Linked DNA regions of Mus musculus: region 1 is linked to region 2. A link is a contact called in public HiChIP or PLAC-seq data. All regions are on one chromosome and are shown on one strand. The core of a region is the stretch at or near the end of the contact, and the rest is flanking DNA. Distances in the headings are between cores, read along the strand shown.

The links. HiChIP or PLAC-seq counts read pairs in DNA pulled down with a chosen protein or histone mark.
Region 1: a contact with region 2 is called in a BATF HiChIP or PLAC-seq map of CD8 T cells, with 13 read pairs. The contact joins the promoter of Rftn1 here to the enhancer-like site in region 2. A contact is called at or near these places in 2 of 39 promoter capture datasets (the HPC-7 cell line and pre-B cells), 1 of 15 datasets of contacts at CTCF or cohesin (CD8 T cells), 21 of 484 Hi-C or Micro-C datasets (B cells, CD8 T cells, CD8 central memory T cells and 14 more), 10 of 115 datasets of contacts at active chromatin or transcription factors (CD8 T cells, bone marrow-derived macrophages, effector CD8 T cells and 6 more) and 2 of 9 other capture datasets (adipose tissue and liver).

Annotation. Positions count from the first base shown.
Region 1 is chr17:50,189,174-50,191,873 of GRCm38.p6, forward strand. It overlaps Rftn1 (raftlin lipid raft linker 1), which reads right to left and starts at 1,324. Exons shown (of 10, transcript NM_181397.2): 1 at 1,048-1,324.
Region 2 is chr17:50,068,992-50,071,691 of GRCm38.p6, forward strand. All of the region lies in intron 4 of Rftn1 (raftlin lipid raft linker 1), which reads right to left. Among named protein-coding and RNA genes, the nearest start is that of Gm52302, 36 kb to the left of the region's middle. Within about 2 kb of position 1,335, at least 63 of the 459 cell types and tissues checked have an H3K27ac peak or open chromatin away from gene starts, as enhancers often do. A contact at or near this core is called in CD8 T cells, CD8 central memory T cells, the HPC-7 cell line and 9 more, where this site is marked.

The DNA of each region.
Region 1 (2,700 bases), core at 74-2,573, 120 kb after region 2:
ACATTACACCCTGGGCTTCCTTCCTGGAAAAGGCTTATCCTGAGATGACACTCCATAGTAGCCGTTGGGAGACACCTGTTCTGACCTTAACACCACCACCCACTCCCACCCCACCTCCCTGCGCCCCTTCTGAAAACAGCTGTATGAACAGAGGGTCTGTTGCTGGGCAGTTAGGCAGCCACTCATATACAAAGATCTGTGCCAGATTCTTTTTAAAAAATAGTTTTTGTTTGTAAGCCCCTAAACAAACTCACTCACACCACCCACCGCCCACAGGGGGCAGCTGAGAGCCAGCAGCCAACAGGCATCAGGGAGCACGCGCGGGGCTAACCCTGCCCTCTGCGCGATTCTGGCCTCCAAAGACAGTGATGCCAGTAGACCTGGCGCACTCGCCTGACAGTCAGGCTTCTTTAAATACACACTCCCTCCTCCTCGCCCAGACCCCATGCCCATCCTGGTGTGCCCCATGCCTAGAAAAGTGTGTTACAACAAGGCAAGAAAAAAAATCCCCTTTTCAGAGGAGAAAAGCCCCATTTCTGGTGCCTGGGATTTAGCTCTCAGTATTTCCACCGAGTACCCTCCTGCCTGCTCTCAAGAGTCGCACACCTCTTCCCTGGGTCGAGCCCAGGTCTCCGGGTGCACGTGGGCGGTGGCAACTCCCATCTGCTCCGGGCCCAGTACCCACTAAGGCCCCGGGTCCTGACCCACCTGTAGCCTCCAAGCTCCCCTCCGCGTCCTTCTAGCAGACCTCCGCCTGCGAAGCCCAGGACCCCCAGCAGGCGACCTCTCACCCCAACGCTCTCTCGCTTGTTTGTTTTGCTTTTTTTCCCCCTCTTCATCGGGGGAAAAAAAGTTGGCCCAGAATCTGGCGTCCCATCGATCTGTCCCCATCCCCACGCGACCTGCACCAGGGGGCTCGCCTAACAGCTCCGGAGCCCCCGAGGTGCCACGAGGAGCTGTCGCCTGCTCACCCGGATCCCGGGCCAGCAGAGCCAGCGACCCAGGCCTCTGCGCGCCACCTCGCCGGCCCGCCGCACGCCCACCTACCTTAGGGGACCAGCAGCGGTGACCGTGGCGCGGGCGGAGACAGCGTGCTGTGTCCCGGGATGAAAGTTTGTGCCATGCAGAGCAGGGCGGCGCGCGGACGACGCGACCCCGGGGGTGGGGGCAGAGCGCGGGGCGCGGCCGCTCGCTTGTCGTCTGTCCCTCCGGCGCTGGCCGCACAGGTACCTCTCCAGAGCCAGTGGCCGCCGCGCTCCCGCTCGCTGCGCTCTGCGCCCTGCGCGCTCTGATTCCAGCCCCGCCGCCCCCACTCCACCCCGCGCCGCCGCCGCCGCCTCCGCCGCGCGTCCGCCCGCTACACTTCCTCTTCCTCTGAACTCATGTGCAAAATATGCTGTGCTGCATCTTCTTGGGGGAAGCCGAGCGGCCCCTGGCAGCCCCGCACGAGAGACCCGTCCGCCCCGTGCGTCGCCAGCGCCGCGCAACCGGGCTCTCCCTCCCCCTCCCCCTAACCCCACCTCTCTTTCCCAGGCTTGGGTTTTGGGACCTGCTTAGGAGAGCACCAAGGTGGCAGCCAAAATACTGGGAAGGCGACGGCCATCAACGTGCTGATTGATGGCTAGGGCGGGGAGGAGAGCTAGAAAGAGATCCATTCTGGACCCATTCCACAGGTGGGAACGTCCCCAGGCAGCTTCTGCTCCCAGGTTTATCTCTCCGAAAGTAGTGCTTGGGAAGAGAAATAGTACCACTGGCCTCAGCCTCTTTCCCGACTTTATCCAGGTATCCAAAGGTTTGAGATCCTGATGCAATTGGGTCATCTTAGCCTAGCAAAATGGATTCCCCAATGAGAATCCATAAGGCTGTTCCCTAAAACAGGGCTGCTTTACCATAGTGAAAGTGTGAAATCCTGTCTCCTTGAGGCCAGTAAAACAAAACAGAATTACCGTGCAGGGCTTGAGAGCAGGAACCCTAGAGACAAATGGTCAGGATGGATTGCTGCCTTCTGTCCTTACTTCCCAGTGACTGGGGGTGACTTTGGGCCTGTTCATCGGCCAACCAGCACTTCCTTGTGTCTTATTAAATGGAAAATGCTTGGAAGCGTTCTATAATTCTGCGATTATCGTTATTATCATCATTACCATAAGGGGCTGAGATTTAATTGATTACCCTGTTCTGGTTGGGCAAAGAAGGGTCCTTAGGCATTGGAGCTACACGCGGCAGAGGGCTGGCTGATCTAGACCCTGTGTTTTAATGAGGTCCTTCTGGTACTAGAAACATGCGCGAGGGGGGAGGCAGCACTGCCTGTTTACAGGAACTCCTCTTGTGAGAGCTACTCAGGGATTTTCTTCCCTGTGGCCCTCTCCTACTCCCCCCATCACTCTGCCCCTGAATTGTCTTTTTACTCCTCTGCCTATTTACCCACCCCATCCCGGCATTCCGCCCACTTTTCTCCACATTTCCCTATCCCTAGTTCATGTCTGGAAATAATAAGCCAGGACAGGGGTCCAGGGCACCCCAGTGTTGAACATTTATTTATGAAGTCAAAGGGAGGGAGGGTGCCTTTCCGCTAAAGATCCTGCTGAGACCTGGAAATCAGGACTCTTACACCAGTGTTCAGGACCGTTGATGGTCACTACAGAGAGAAAACAGCACCTAACAGAACCTAACAGTGCCAGCCAGTGGTCAACAAGAAATCGC
Region 2 (2,700 bases), core at 85-2,584:
GAGATACAACTGCCTCATATCCAAAACAGGGAGTCATTGAAAGTCAAGTTTCTACACCAAGCAATGAACAGTTCCATCAAACACCGTTTCTACGGGGAATGCATCTAAATAACTTCTTTTTCAAAATTTTCTATATTTTCACATACTTTTATACATCTACTTCGAATATCCTGCATAACAATCTCTTTTTTACCCCTAGAATAACATCCCTGTCCCCATTACCATCCCTATTCCCCATTTCCTTTGCAATGATGTGGGGAAGCAGCCACAGGCTGCCGCTGGAGGTGTGGATTTAGAAGTGAGTTACATGGAACTTTATTCCGTTTTCTTTCATTTCTCAGCTGCATGTGTGATAGCAGGTGACTTCGGTTTTCTCGCCTTCTGTATGTCACAGTGCCACCCCCACGGTGACAAACTTCCCTAGTTTTCATTCTTTGAAACACAGAAGTCAAGACTGATGTAACAGCTGCATCACTTCAAGTTTAGACTTCTCTCACAAACAGATCAGTTGACTGATGGCAGTGCTCATTTTTAAATAAAAAAAAAAAAGAAAGAAAGAAAAATTGGGAAAAGAATAACCCATTGAATTCTGATGACATCTGTTAAAGAATAGATTAAAAATACGTTAAAAATAGCAACCAACAAATATTGGTAGGGCTGTATGAAGAGCAGAAAGAAGACAGAGCTGTGCCCAGGAGGCTCATGCATAAGGGTCTGAGCCACTGAGACCCAACCGGGGCCAGCATCCTAATCCCTGACCTCTTTGGTATCAGGAGGAATAATTTAAAAACTGAAAGAAAAAGAAAGAAAGGAAAAGAAGAAGAGATGAGAAGAGGGTAACCTACAGGGGGTGGAGCTCCTAAGGCTCTGGCTCTCAGAACTCTCAGAAGAGACCCCGAGTCAACAGCTACAAGACTGACTGCTTCAAGTGTTGGGGAGACAGCAGCAGGCAGCCAAAGCTCTGCCAGGATCAACTCACTCCACTGAGAAGACACCCCAGCCCTCGCACCAGCTTCTCCACTTATCTTTTAGATGACAAATGCCTGGCAGACAGGAGGCTTCACAGAGGGGGGGCTGAGCACCACTGTAGCCGCCCCCAGCTCCCACATGTATTCCCTGACAGTGCATAATTAGCACTCAAAACACGATTGATCCATCTTCTCAAAAGACCACAGACATACCGATAGAAATGATATGTATCGCTTATCTCCTCCCTGCCCCCACTGGTGGTAACAGCAAACATTTGTAACCGGCATGCTGCAAAGTTATCAAGTGGGTACGTGTGATGTGACACCTAACCCAGCCACTGCCAGGGAGGGCTGACTGAACTAACTGCCAACCGCCCAAATGCTGACTAGAGAGGCTCTGAGTTACAGGACAAAGATACTGACTGTTCACGGCCTCCCTTTGCACTTTCTCTTTCTTGGTGTCACCTTTCAACTCCTTCCTATCCAAGGAGGAGGAGTTGCCAGCCTGAGAAACACATGGCTGTCACTTTTACCTTCCTCCAAGTGCCAAGAAACTTGCCATCGGCACAGAGAAGAGAGGCAACACAAGGCAAGTAGCCCAGAGAGCAAAAATAGCAAATGACTCAAGAGCTGACAGGGAGACAGGAGCTACATATATCCCTGTGGTCCTAACACTTATGAAGCCGAGGCAGGAGGATTTCTGCAAGTTCAAAGCCTGTCTGGTCTGCAGAGCAAGTTCCAGGGAAGCCTGAACCACTGTCATTCATGAATGAATAATGAATGAATGAATGAATAAAATTAATAAATAGGACATAAGTTAAAAGCAATAAGAAATACTAGAGTAAACAGAGGTAGGAAAGACTGCTCTGTAAGAAATGAGTGGGGTGGTACCCTACCAGTCCTGCTGCAGGTCACAGCAGTGAAATCAAGTGAAGCCCACTGCCACCCCCTCCCCCACCCCTGCACCCCTTAACACTATATATGTCTCAGCTATGAAGATGCCGAAGGCCTCAAGGGTGGTGAAGGAAGAGCTGAGGAGGGGAGAAAGAGGTTGTCAAACTTATCTGCTGCAGCCAAAGTAGCAATGAAACCGCAGAGGGGAAGGAACAATCTTCATATTGAAATAGATAAAATTAAAAGGGAAGGGGGAATCCAAGGCCATGGTGGTCACCCTAGCAACAGAGACCCAGCCACAGCACCCAGGGACACCAGAAACGAAGCTGGGTTGGCTTTGTGAAGGACATAAGCCTCTGCCCAAACTCCTGTTGCCTTTCCTGGGCAATCCAGAGTGTTATTATATGTGGATGGTTTTATAAACTCAACTCTTTAACAACTCTACAGACATTTTTTTCTTTCAAAGAGGGAATGTCTTGAATATGTCAGGGCTGAAACCAGCCAGTCTGTATAGGCTCTGTAGTGTGTGTGTGTGTGTGAGCGCACGTGAGCACATGTGTGAGTGCAAGATACAGAATCCTAATCCTACCCTCATCCCATTTTTAAAGTGAGAACCATTTTTTAATAGAGAGGGAATCATTTCCTCTTTTATGCTTTTTACAAGCAGGAAACAGTAGACTGTGGAGCCGTGGTGGGTTACTGCCTGCCTGTCAACATTCCACAGGTGGAAAGGTTTTGTTCGTTTGTTTTGTTCTTGTCTTAGAATAGTGTGACAGTTTGGATGAGATGTCCCCCATAGATTTAGATGCTTGAACACTTGGGCCCCCGTTTGTGGTGC